2 separate regions of the Salvelinus alpinus genome follow, and region 1 is linked to region 2. The links are chromatin contacts, called in public Hi-C maps. All regions are on one chromosome and are shown on one strand. The core of a region is the stretch at or near the end of the contact, and the rest is flanking DNA. Distances in the headings are between cores, read along the strand shown.

Evidence for each region. A called contact is a pair of places that touch in the nucleus more often than the background predicts.
Region 1: a Hi-C map of red muscle shows a contact between it and region 2, with 9 times the contacts expected there. The contact joins the promoter of prpf6 here to the promoter of LOC139542910 in region 2. A contact is called at or near these places in 2 of 3 Hi-C or Micro-C datasets (muscle and red muscle).

Annotation. Positions count from the first base shown.
Region 1 is chr17:38,379,917-38,386,536 of SLU_Salpinus.1, reverse strand. It overlaps prpf6 (PRP6 pre-mRNA processing factor 6 homolog (S. cerevisiae)), which reads right to left and starts at 2,984. Exons shown (of 21, transcript XM_071348893.1): 1 at 2,613-2,984; 2 at 1,708-1,870; 3 at 1,497-1,615; 4 at 1,301-1,379; 5 at 940-1,116. The coding sequence starts at 2,902.
Region 2 is chr17:38,208,332-38,214,593 of SLU_Salpinus.1, reverse strand. LOC139542910 (zinc finger protein 512B-like) reads left to right here and starts at 4,467. Exons shown (of 18, transcript XM_071348882.1): 1 at 4,467-4,918; 2 at 5,429-5,630.

The sequences.
Region 1 (6,620 bases), core at 1,735-4,234, 170 kb before region 2:
AATTGTAGGCTAACTGTAAGCCGCCCTGCACAATCAGCCTAGGGCTATACGTTCTCTCCCAGACTCATGGATAGACATTTTGGAGCATAAGGTGACCAGTCGATCCAGTATGCATAATAATACAGTCCACACTCAAAGGCCAGACCAACTATGTACCAAAGACATCTTAAATCAGTTTTGTTTGATGTTTTTTGTCATGCATAATATGTATTGTATAAGGGCACGATCATAAGACCATGCATAAGCTCTAATAGTATGGGTGTTTTGAATTAATCATCACCGTAGAAAGCATTTACATTGATGTCAGAGTGGTTAGAGGGACAAGAGCCCTGAGTACCAGGCCATTAGGACCTGATGGAGGGACAATAGAGCCCTGAGTACCAGGCCATTAGGACCTGATGGAGGGACAATAGAGCCCTGAGTACCAGGCCATTAGGACCTGATGGAGGGACAATACAGCCCTGAGTACCAGGCCATTAGGACCTGATGGAGGGACAATACAGCCCTGAGTACCAGGCCATTAGGACCTGATGGAGGGACAATAGAGCCCTGAGTACCAGGCCATCGGGACCTGATGGAGGGACAATAGAGCCCTGAGGACCAGGCCATCAGGACCCAATGATCGTTAGCAAGTTGGGTACTACCGAAGCATGTCCAGAGTGCATAAGAGGAGATTACTGTGACTCGACAGTCACATGGAATTTTACTGCGGTCATGACTCGTGACTGCCGGTGTGGCGGTAATACAGTCTCCCCAACAGCCCTAGGTAGGATTTGGAGAATGTTTCAGCAGAAGTTGACTCCTACAGGCACATAATGAAACTGCAACATGTGACAAAACAGAGAGAGCGTGGTATGAGAGTACGGCGATGCATGACCCTTAGAAGTTGGTGAGTATGCTTGAGTGTGTGTCTGCTTCTGTGCATGTAACGTTACTAACCCCCTGCAGTGGGTCCACGGTGGTGTGCTTGTCTCCTGTGGTCAGGTGTTTGGAGAAGAAGCTGTCTGGTACAGGGGTGAGTTTCTCATAGCGCGGGTTCCTCTGGCGCTTGTTCCTGGCATCGCCAACCTCCGGGATACTCAGCCACTCCTCATCTGACATTCCTGACAGCTTCCTCTACACACAGAGACCGAGAGCCAGAGAGAGAGAAAGGGAGAGAGAATGTAGAATATATGTATTGCTTTCAATGTCATTATCCATTAAGAGATGGAAATTGTGTCTTTGGCAGATTTAAAGGTAGGACTGCTCAGAGACAGTACAGGAGAGTTGACTCTGTTGCCATGTGAACACAGTGACCAACCTTGAGGTCAGAGAACTGCTGCTGGATCTTGGGGCGCTCCATACGGTACTTCTCTATCTCATCCTTCTCCCTCAGCTCCCTGGGGACCACACAGGACAGACTGGGTTAACACAACAGAGCAGTAACACACACACACACACACCCCCTCAGGAGCAGTAACCCACACTAATAAACACATGGAAGTCTCTTCTCTCACCTTCTCTCCTTGCGTCGTTCGTCCATCCTCTTGTCCAGAGCTGCGTAGATAGCATCTGCCTCTTCGTCGTCTTTCTCATAGGGTCCACTGGAGAACAGACTGCCAGCATAGCCGTTAAACTGAGACAAAGTGGGCAGAGGCAGATGTTACAATACGTTGAGAGCTGAGCTTTGCCTGAACTTGTTCTTGGGTGTCATGTATAAACAAGCACCTCATCATAGTTGGTGTCATTCAGATCCTCTTCGTCATCTTCCTGGTTCTTCTTCATCTTGTCCCCCACCGTCCTCTGCCCCGGGGGAGCATGGCGGTCATCTACCGGGTCGTTGGCATCTCGAGCGGGACCGATATCAGACCGGGTGGTGAAACCTGTGGCTCTGGAGACAGAAGAGGTAGAGTTAGATGGAGAGATTCAACAACAGACTAGAACATTATTCTTCAATCTAGCCAGCAGATCCGACCCGCTTGCTTTCACCTGCACTAGGGTCAGACAGGCTTCCTGTGTAGAGTATTACACAGCAGAGCAGGTGCGAGAGATGGCTTGGAAAACATACCTCAATCCAGGGATGAGAAATGTGGTGTTCTTCAAATTGTCCCATTATCCCAACTGTTACACCGAGAAGATTAAACGACTGCTAAAAAAAATTGCGGTTGTTGTAATAGTTCAGTTGGGATAATGGGGCAATTCGGAGTATAACTCATTTCTCATCCCTGTATCGAGATACATTTTCCGAGCCATATCTCGGGTTGGCTCAGCGGTGTCTTAATCTACACTGGAAGTCTGTCAGACCCTAGTGCAGTTGTAAGCAAGCTGGTCAGAACGCTGGCTATCTTCAATCCTGCTTCTGGAGACCACAGCCTCTGTAGTTTTTGTTTCAGTCTGGTTCTGGAGGGTTTACATAGGTAGATTGCGAGCCAAACATTGCATTGGTGCACAAGTAGTTACTAACGTTACTTAATAACAAGAAAGAAGGAATTTTAGACGTATTGCATCTTAACACTATTAGCAAGATTTAGGTACAAGTACTTGATTGCCAGCCAAATTCAAGATTTAAGGTGGCTTAGTTACTGTAGCTAGCTAGCTATGTGGCTAAGCTAACTAACATCATGCCTGCTTACCCTCTGCCGAGTCCAGGCACATAGCCTAGCGGCGCGGCCATCCCAAGGAAGGGCTTTTTCTTCTTGCCCATGAGCGGGGAGGACATGGGCATTGGCGGGGGATCGGCATTACGCCCGCCACCCCGGCCACCTCCAGAGCCTCTACCAGAATTCTGCCCGCCGCCCCCAAAGCCTCTACCATCATTCTGCCCGCGGCCACCGGAGCCTCTACCGAAATTCTGTCCACCGCCCCTAGAGCCTCTACCATCATTTTGATTTCTGTTATTATAGTTTCCATCTCTGCTAGCCATCGTGGCTAGTTATACAGACAACGCGGTTCACTCACTAAGGTATAATAAGAACGGGTTCACTTCCGGAATAATCTTCTTCGTATGAGCTTCCGGCAGACTGGAACTTTTGAAACAATAACATACGCACTTCCTTTTACAATCATGACATTGGTCTGCAGCAGCGCCCCCTGTGGCGCTCTACAACTACTACTGCCATGCTCTACCAGCAGAGTGCAGCAGACTACAGGAAAATGTGCAGGCTAGGAGAATAGCCTACTTTAGGCCCATTGCACACATCCCAGACATGGCAACTGGAATTTGGAGTCTAAATGGTTTATTAAGTCTACCTGTAACTACAGGGAATAAATATGCATTGGTTTCGGGTCATGTATTTGATCAGCACATAGTTGAGTGAATCTGCTAGCCCTCATCAACAGAAGCTCATTAGGCTACCTCAGCCTATCTGGTTTGACAGCCAGGTCATTTTGAGTCTGCATTTCACCATTATTGACATAATGAAAGTCGACACTGTCCTATTTCTTGAGAGAACCAATTTAAAAACACAGCTGATTGGCCGACACATTTTAAACAGTGTTTTAAAATTAATTGGCATACATTTTGACAGAGATGCACTATCTAATATATATCAAACCAGTCTAACATGGACACTAAAGCCTTCTTGGGCGGTCCATTGTCAATCACAGGACGGGCTCACTGCGATAAATGTAATTACAACCTAATATGACGTTTCTGTGCTGTCTGTCTTGTGATGAGGTACCTCCGCCTATGCATCAATTTGATTCCATCACCTTTAACTTTAGCCATCTACAGCCAAGTTCTCAGCATGTTCATTTCTCTTCATTTAATTTGCCTCCAGGGCAGACATTATTTCACTTCTGGGAGAAGATTCTGTGATGAAAATTCGCTGTCAGCTGCATTAGAGGATGTATGGCTTCAACAGCCCAGAACCATTTCATAGATCCAAAGAGCCGCAAAACTTCACAGACCTGGTTTCATTTTGTATTTAACCTTTGTTTTAAATAGAAAAGTCAGTTAAGAGCAAATTCTTACTTACTGCCTACACCGGCCAAATGTGCACCGCTCTATGGGACTCACAATCATGGTCGGTTGTGATACAGCCTGGATTCGTACCAGGGTGTCTGTAGTACACCTCTAGCACTGAGATGCAGTGCCTTAGACCACTGCGCCACTCGGGAGCCCCATTACTGAAAGCCGGGAGCCAGGAGCTGAGAGCCTCAGTTAACCATTGCCGAGGTGTACGGAAATAGTTGATATTGAATTGATAGTATATTCTTCATACAAAATTATGATAGATTGTCTAACTGAATATGTTTAACTGCTGTCTGTCTGTCTGTCTGTGATCCAGCGATCCAGGTCCGTGTCATTAGAGGGAAACCACTCGTCAGTAATGCTGATTGAGGTTAATGATCAAGAAAACCCTGCGTGTCAAATCCATGTCCACATCTAATCCCCTGGTTACTGTTCTGAATGCATTCAGTCACCTTTGTTTGAGGTCAGCCTTGGCAGATGCAGATATGACTCAATGCCAGATGAAATCAGTGGATGAGCAGTGAGTCGCAATAAAAGGTATTTTTGGAACTTGCATCACCTTGTCTTCTCTATTCGTGTTGTAGGATATTTGTGGTAAACAAGCTACATCTCTCTGCTGACACGCACAGACACAAACATGCATGGAGGAGAAAACGAGAACACCATGTCTGTCACACACACACACACACACACACACACACACACACACACACACACACACACACACACACACACACACACACACACACACACACACACACACACACACACACACACACACACACACACACACACACACACACACACACACACACACACACACACACACACACACACAGAGAGAGTCTAGCATGGCGGTGGTCCTTGTAGCCAGCAGAGATAATGGATGTTGTCTCACTTTGATGGATTACAGGCAATATTCACACTGGGCTAAATGGTAAAGCTACCGCTTACAAGGAACAGGACAGTGACATGGACGAAAGAAAGCCCGTACGACCTCTGACAAGACATCAAACACGCAAAATGACAATATACACTGAGTGGACAAAACATTAGGAACACCTTCCTAATATTGAGTTGCACCCCCTTTTGCCCTCAGAACAGCCTCAATTTGCCAGGGCACGGACTCTTCGAGGTGTCGAAAGCGTTCAAAAGGGATGCTGGCTCATGTTGACTACAATGTTTGGGTGGTGAACCATTCTTGATACACACAGGAAACTGTTGAGCGTGAAAAACCCAGCAGCAGTGCAATTCTTGACACAAACCGGTGCGCCTGGTACCTACTACCATACCCGTTCAAAGGCACTTAAATCTTTTGTCTTGCCCGTTCACCCTCTGAATGGCACACATACACAATCCATTTCTCAATTGTCTCAAGGCTTAAAAATCCTTCTTTAACCTGTCTCCTCCCCTTCATCTACACCGATTGAAGTGGATTTAACAAGTGACATCAATAAGGGATCATAGAGTTCACCTGGATTCACCTGGTCAGTCCATGTCATGGAAAGAGCAGGTGTTCCTAATGTTTTGTACACTCAGTGTAGGAGAAAGGTGGAATCCTATTACACCGGCTCTGACGCTCGTTGCATGTGGCAGGGCTTGCAGACGATAATGGATTACAGAGGGAAACCTAGCCATAAAATGCCCAGTGATGCATATCTTCCAAACGAACTAAATGCCTTTTATGCTTGCTTCGAGGAATACAACACTGAGTCTTGCGTGAAAGCCCCTTTGTTCCAGATGACTGTGTGATCTCAATGATCACACAGTCTTAACACTCACACAGGTTAACAGTCGCAAGGCCACCTGGCCAGATGGAATACCAGGATGCGTTCTCAATATATGTGCAGACCAGCTGGCATGTGTCTTCACGGACATCTTCAATCTCTCCTTGTCCCAGTCTGTAATCCCAACATGTTTCAAACTGACCACCATTGTCCCGGTTCCCAAGAGCTCCAAGGCAACCTGCCTAAATGACTATTGCCCTGTAGCATTCACACCTGTAATTATGAAGTGAAAGGCTGGTCATGACGCACATCAACACCATCATCCCAGACATTCTGGACCCACTCCAATTCACATACCATCCCAACAGATCCACAGATGCTGTAATCTCAATTGCACTTCACACTGCCCTCTCCCACCTGGACAGGAGGGGAGATAACTATGTGAGAATGCTGTTCATAGACTACAGCTCAGCGTTCAACATAATAGTCTCCTCCAAGCTCATCACCAAGCTGGGGACCCTAGGACTGAACACCTCCCTCTGCGACTTCCTGGCGGGCCGGCCCCAGGTAGTGAGGGTAAGCAACAACACCTGCTTGCTGACCATCAACACGGGGGCCCCAAAGGGGTTAGTCCCTGACTGTACTCCCTCTTCACCCACAACTGCGTGGCCATGCAGGACTCCAACACCATCATCAAGTTTGCTGACGACACAACGGTGGTCGGCCTGATCACCACAGCGATGAGACAGCCTACAAATATAATAAAATAAAATAAAATGTTATTTGTCACTTGCGCCGAATACGGTGAAATGCTTACTTACAAGTCCTTAACCAACAATGCAGTTCAAGAAATAGAGTTAATAAAATATTTACTAAATAAAATAAAGTTTAAAAAATTATAATCTAATCAATCAGAAAGTAACACAATAAATAACGAGGCT
Region 2 (6,262 bases), core at 3,218-5,717:
TATCTTTTAACTCTCTCTCTATTTTAACTCTCTCTATGCTCTCTCTCATTTAACTCTCTCTCTCTTAACTCTCTCTCAACTCTATCTCTTCTTACTCTCTCTCTTAGTTCTCTTTTTTAACTCTTATCTCTTTTAACTCTCTCTATTAACGCTTATCTCTTCTAACTCTCTCTTTTAACTCTATCTTTTTTAACTCTCTTTTTTTAACTCTCTCTCTCATTTAACTCTCTCTTTTAACTGTTTCTCTTCTTACTCTCTCTCTTAGCTCTCTTTTTTAACTCTTATCTCTACTAACTCTCTCTCTTAACTCTATCTCTTCTAACTCTCTCTTTTAACTCTTATCTCTTTTAACTCTCCTTCTAACTCTCTCTTTTAACTCTCTCAACTCAATATTTTAACTCTCTCTCTTAACTCTATCTCTTCTAACTCTCTCTTTTAACTCTCCTTCTAACTCTCTCTCTCAACTCAATATTTTAACTCTTATCTTTTCTAACTCTCTCTTTTAACTCTTATCTCTTCTAACTCTCTCTTTTAACTCTCCTTCTAACTCTCTCTCTCAACTCTCTCTCGCTCTCATTTAACTCTCTCTCTTTTAACTCTATCTCTTCTAAGTCTCTCTTTTAACTGTTATCTCTTTTAACTCTCTCTCTTAACTCTCTCAACTCTATCTATCTCCTCTTACTCTCTCTCTTTTAACTATATCTCTTCTAACTCTCGCTTCTAACTCTATCTTTTAACTCTCTCGCTCTATTTTAACTCTCTCTCTCACTCTTGCTCTGCCTCTGTGTTTCTCTCTCTGCCTCTCTCTACCTTTGTAGATCTGTCTCTCCTTATCTCCCTCTATCTGCCTCTCTCTACCTTTGTAGATCTGTCTCTCCTTATCTCCCTCTATCTGCCTCTCTCTACCTTTGTAGATCTGTCTCTCCTTATCTCCCTCTATCTGCCTCTCTCTACCTTTGTAGATCTGTCTCTCCTTATCTCCCTCTATCTGCCTCTCTATACCTTTGTAGATCTGTCTCTCCTTATCTCCCTCTATCTGCCTCTCTCTACCTTTGTAGATCTGTCTCTCCTTATCTCCCTCTATCTGCCTCTCTCTACCTTTGTAGATCTGTCTCTCCTTATCTCCCTCTATCTGCCTCTCTCTACCTTTGTAGATCTGTCTCTCCTTATCTCCCTCTATCTGCCTCTCTCTACCTTTGTAGATCTGTCTCTCCTTATCTCCCTCTATCTGCCTCTCTCTACCTTTGTAGATCTGTCTCTCCTTATCTCCCTCTATCTGCCTCTCTCTACCTTTGTAGATCTGTCTCTCCTTATCTCCCTCTATCTGCCTCTCTCTACCTTTGTAGATCTGTCTCTCCTTATCTCCCTCTATCTGCCTCTCTCTACCTTTGTAGATCTGTCTCTCCTTATCTCCCTCTATCTGCCTCTCTCTACCTTTGTAGATCTGTCTCTCCTTATCTCCCTCTATCTGCCTCTCTCTACCTTTGTAGATCTGTCTCTCCTTATCTCCCTCTATCTGCCTCTCTCTACCTTTGTAGATCTGTCTCTCCTTATCTCCCTCTATCTGCCGCTCCCTTGATCTTCCTCTCCCTCTATCTTCCTCTCTGTTTTTCTCTTTCTCTGCAACTGGCTTCACACTGTCTATTGTGATATAGACCATTATTGAAGAAAGTTGGGGCAGTTGGCTAGGACAAACAATTAGATGGCCATTATTTAATATTCCTGTATTTTCACTTCTCCTTTCTCTGGTAACAGTCTGGTGAGGTCTCTCTCTATTCCTCCTTCTGCACCTGTTCTGTTGTCTGGTGCCCTAGGGAGAGATGTTTACACAGAAAAGAGAAGGAGAGAGTGGTAGAGGACAAATGGATAGAATAGAGAGATATACACAAGGATTGGAATAGATGGAGATGAAAAGAGAGAAAACAGGATGGACAGAAACATTTAAATGAGAAACAAAGGAAGTGAGGGAGGGAGAGAGGAAAAATCAGAGATGGAAAGGGAGAGAGGACGTCACACCTGTCCAAACGAAGCGTGTCTGGCACCTTGCACCTGCGCCCCCACCTGTCACTCAGTGGCTGAGTCATGTTAGTGAATACTAAGCAGTTTCTCCTGTCACCATCCTGCCTCGCTGGCTGTCTGGCTTACTGCTGGGAGACAATTACTGGGTGATACCAAGCATCTCCCTGCCTAATTACATGTAAATCATTATCATATGGATGGTTCTATGGTAAACAGGTCCTGTCAGCTATGTGACATCTCATTATGGGTGGATAGGTAGAGGTGATAGACTGTATAGCTGTGGAGCAGGCAGTTAGGGAGAGAGGACTCTAAGTGTTTATAACCTCAGTTTATGTGTTCTTTTCTCTCCCTATCTCTCTTTCTTATTCCATCCTTTCTTATTTCTCTCTCTCTCTCTCCTCAGATATAAATGAGCTTAGTGATGCCCAAGGTGGTTTGGAGGTCTGTGTTTCTTAAACAGTGGCTTCTAAATCATGGTTGCTATTCTTTAATCCCACAACACGTTCTCACTCCTCTTTCTGCCTCTGTCACACAGAAGGACAGATTATCCATTTGAAACCTCATTGATTGACGCCACATGCAGAGTAGAACACAGCTCCCCTCTAGTTGCCAATGGTAGTACAGGTTGTACACCTGACAGCTTTTATTAGCTATTAACCAGGCGTGTGCCTGCTCAGCAGAGAAAGAGAGGAGTAAATCACTGTACGGGATTTATGGTCTGTCAACCAGGATCCTGCAATAACCATTCAGTTAGGTTACATTAAAACACAGAGCAGGGGCACAGTAGGACGTAGCTCCATACACTGGGATAGTACTGTTGCTCCGAGGAATTTATTGACTGCCATCAACCTGTGGTCTAATATTTTGTAAGAGAGGAAGAAGATTGATGGGCAGGGTCAACCCTCCCCATTTATTTGAGATTGAGTCCTGCGGATTTCTCCTAATGTGTCTGTGGGATATACTCATCTGGGGTCATTTTTTTGCCACTTCAATCCCCAAAGCTAAGGTACTTTTTTTTGTCTTCTCTGCTATATTCCAATGGAAAACACCATCAATGTGTTTATCTCAAACTGCAAACCGAGATCCTACCCCAGCACTTTGAAACAGTAAAAACTAGGTACCAGGGTATTTTCAGTGACTGGCGACTAGGCCTACTCAGTGGACAGCCATCAACAAGGACACATGTTCTCCAGTGGTCATATGACAATGTAGCCGACTATATTACAGTCTTACAGGACCCAGTAGTGAGGCAACACTTCCATCTACTGGATATCTAATGTATGAACATTTCATGTGAGGGGTAGATAAAAAAAAATGTAAATAATAATCTTGGAGCAAATTAGAGAATCTGGTAGAAATTGAACGTAGCTCCCCACTGTAAAGCTCTAATGCAACTGCAATGGGTGAATGGCAGGTGAAAGGGCGGCAGGTTTTGGTCATGTTATCTTGCCCTCTACAAACCATTTCTAATCAGTTGAGAGGAAGGCTGCATTCACACAGGCAGCCAAATTCTGATAATATTTTTCCACTAATTGATCTTTTGACCAATCACATCAAATCTTTTCACAAAAGACCAATTAGTTTAAAAAATAATATCTGAATTGGGCTGTCTGTCTAAACGCAGCCGAAGAGAAACAGAGAAGAAATTAACATATATATATATATTTAGAGAAGGAATGTGATTAAAGAAATTAAAACGGCATCCTTAATCATTCGCTCCTTGACGTAGGCCTAACATAACTGATCTAATGTAATTGGACAAGTGAAAGCAAGGGCATATAGCTTTCACTGTCCAGTCATGTCTCATCAGTAACTACTTTAGAGTGGTCGAAAGGAAGGATACATTTTATATACTGTACCCTGCTTGGGCTCTGACGTTGCCAGGCCCTAAAATGAGTAAACCCTGCCCTCTTCTGGGGGTTTAGGGGAACAGCCAGTGTACATGGTTTACGTCATTGTTTCTGATGATTTCCACTTATAAGAAATATTAGGTCATGCTGACTGGCACCAATCACATCTGAGAGAGTCTCCTCTGGTTGTGTGAGCCCACTGTAAGTGGCTATGATTCAGTGGCTGCATGAGTGAGGGCCACGTGTTATACATATCATATCAGAGTATAATGGGGAACATTTAGCTGCTCTTGCAGAAGCTTGCTGATTTAGTAATAGCAATAATAATAATTCATTAGTGGGCAAAATAAGAGAAACTTTCAAAGCAAGTGACCTTCGAAATTGCATTAGCCTTCACTGTGTTGGAATAAAATGACAAATCAGCAATGCCCAACCATAACAGTCTACATCATCGAACAACCTATTTAACATCCCATATTAAATCGATTGATCCGTTTCTGATAGAGCAGAATAGGTAGCCTATAGCCGATTCTACTCTGCCCCCGCGTCACTATGCAAGTTTCGATTGCTATAGCCTACGAGTGGACTATTTTTTGGATTGCCATGGACTGGCATGATACCGACGAAACAGCACAACGACAATTGACAATCTAAGGCTGTGCGCAGTTGACTACCTGAATATTAACGATAAAGGCCGAATGATAATTTAGTAGCCTAACATTACCAGATTAAAACGTTTAGTGAGGCTGGTTTTAAGAATTTATCCTAACCCTTTTTCGTCATGACCGCACGGCGTTACGTCAGATGAGCCGCATCAAACCGTCAGTTTGGTATCGATACAAAATCGGGTTTATTAGGCATAAATCCCGAATATTATTTGCGCGATAAAAATAATAATAACGCGAGAGTTTGCAAGTTGCCAGAAGACTGTAGTTGCAGCTGTCAAAGGAAGAGTGGATACGCGCATGACTCAACACACATTACTGTAGCCTATTACTGTACACGGCCGCGAAGATAATTTCCGTATAAAACCCCGAAATAATCCCGAGGTAAGGAACCGCAGACTGCACCGAAAGCGACCGAGGTCGAATCTTTTAATTCCTTTTTTCCTCTGGTTCATTTTCTTTTACTCTAACCAACTCGCTTGCAGCTGTTGAAAATTACTGCACTAAACATATTTTTGTGACTCCCTTTAGCTCCAGCCATTGCAAGGATTTTTTTTTTTACTCCTCCTTCATATTAAAGTCGCCATTTTGCTTCACTGCCTATATAAAACCTTATTGTATTTTAATGTTTTCTTCAAGGAGTCGGAGACGTCTCTATCTTTCCTGCGTGTCTCCTGATATTCATATTTCTTGAGTTTTCCAACGAGACGATTGAGATTAAAGAAGTGCCTCGTGGTTGCCATATTAATGCACGAAAGGGGGAAAAGTGGAGTCTGGAAATAAGGTGAACGTCTTTAGGATTTTAATTGGCATCTCCTTTCCCCCCCTCCTCCTCCCTCTTCCTCATCTTCTTCATCTCCCCTCATCTTTCCTCGGATTCAAAACGGGGACTAGGCGCGTGGCTAACGACCGTGACGACTGTCAGTCCGTCTCCATCGAAGCCCCCGACCAGACCCGCTTGGAACAGCAGGTGTGATGGCCATGTAAAACCGGGAAAGGCGCATATACCGCGCGAGGTGTAGCCCTACCGCCTGACCCCCACGTGGGTGACCCGGGCCACCCGGCTGCTCGTGTTGGGTGACTCCCGACATTGCAGGTAGGTGTGGCCTTCTAGAAGCCCAGGTCCCTATTATTAATCAACGGAACTGTAAACATTGTAGTCAGCAGCATTCGAATGCACCAATGTATCAATCGAAACAGTCCACAAACAATGTTGCTGCAATGTAACCATCTTCAAGTAGAGGAGACAGAAGCAAGTCAAACTGCTGTTGCAGCCTATGTGACCTAGGAGGTGAATAGGGCAATGTGTCTGTGCAGCCTTCAAACATCAAAGTGTTTTTATGTGGAAGTGTTCAATTCCCAAAATACCTCCGCTCTTTCACTTTGCAGCTGTTTCTGGGGTTCTGCTTTGGTTTCAGCCAGCTGTATGATGTACTGATTTATAACTGTCAGGACTAGGTTAGTAGACTATCAAATGTATGTCGTACTGCTAACGTAGCGGGATCATAGCCAATAGCTGTAATGTAGCAGGAACAGTCTTGTAGTATGACAGTAATAAAGTGGTATTACTTAACTCAGAACCTGTGTGTGTGTGTGTGTGTGTGTGTGTGTGTGTGTGTGTGTGTGTGTGTGTGTGTGTGTGTGTGTGTGTGCGTGTGCGTGCGTGCGTGCGTGTGTGTGTGGCTTATCTCCCTGGCAGTCCTAACAGTGCCTTGACTGTGTGTGGAA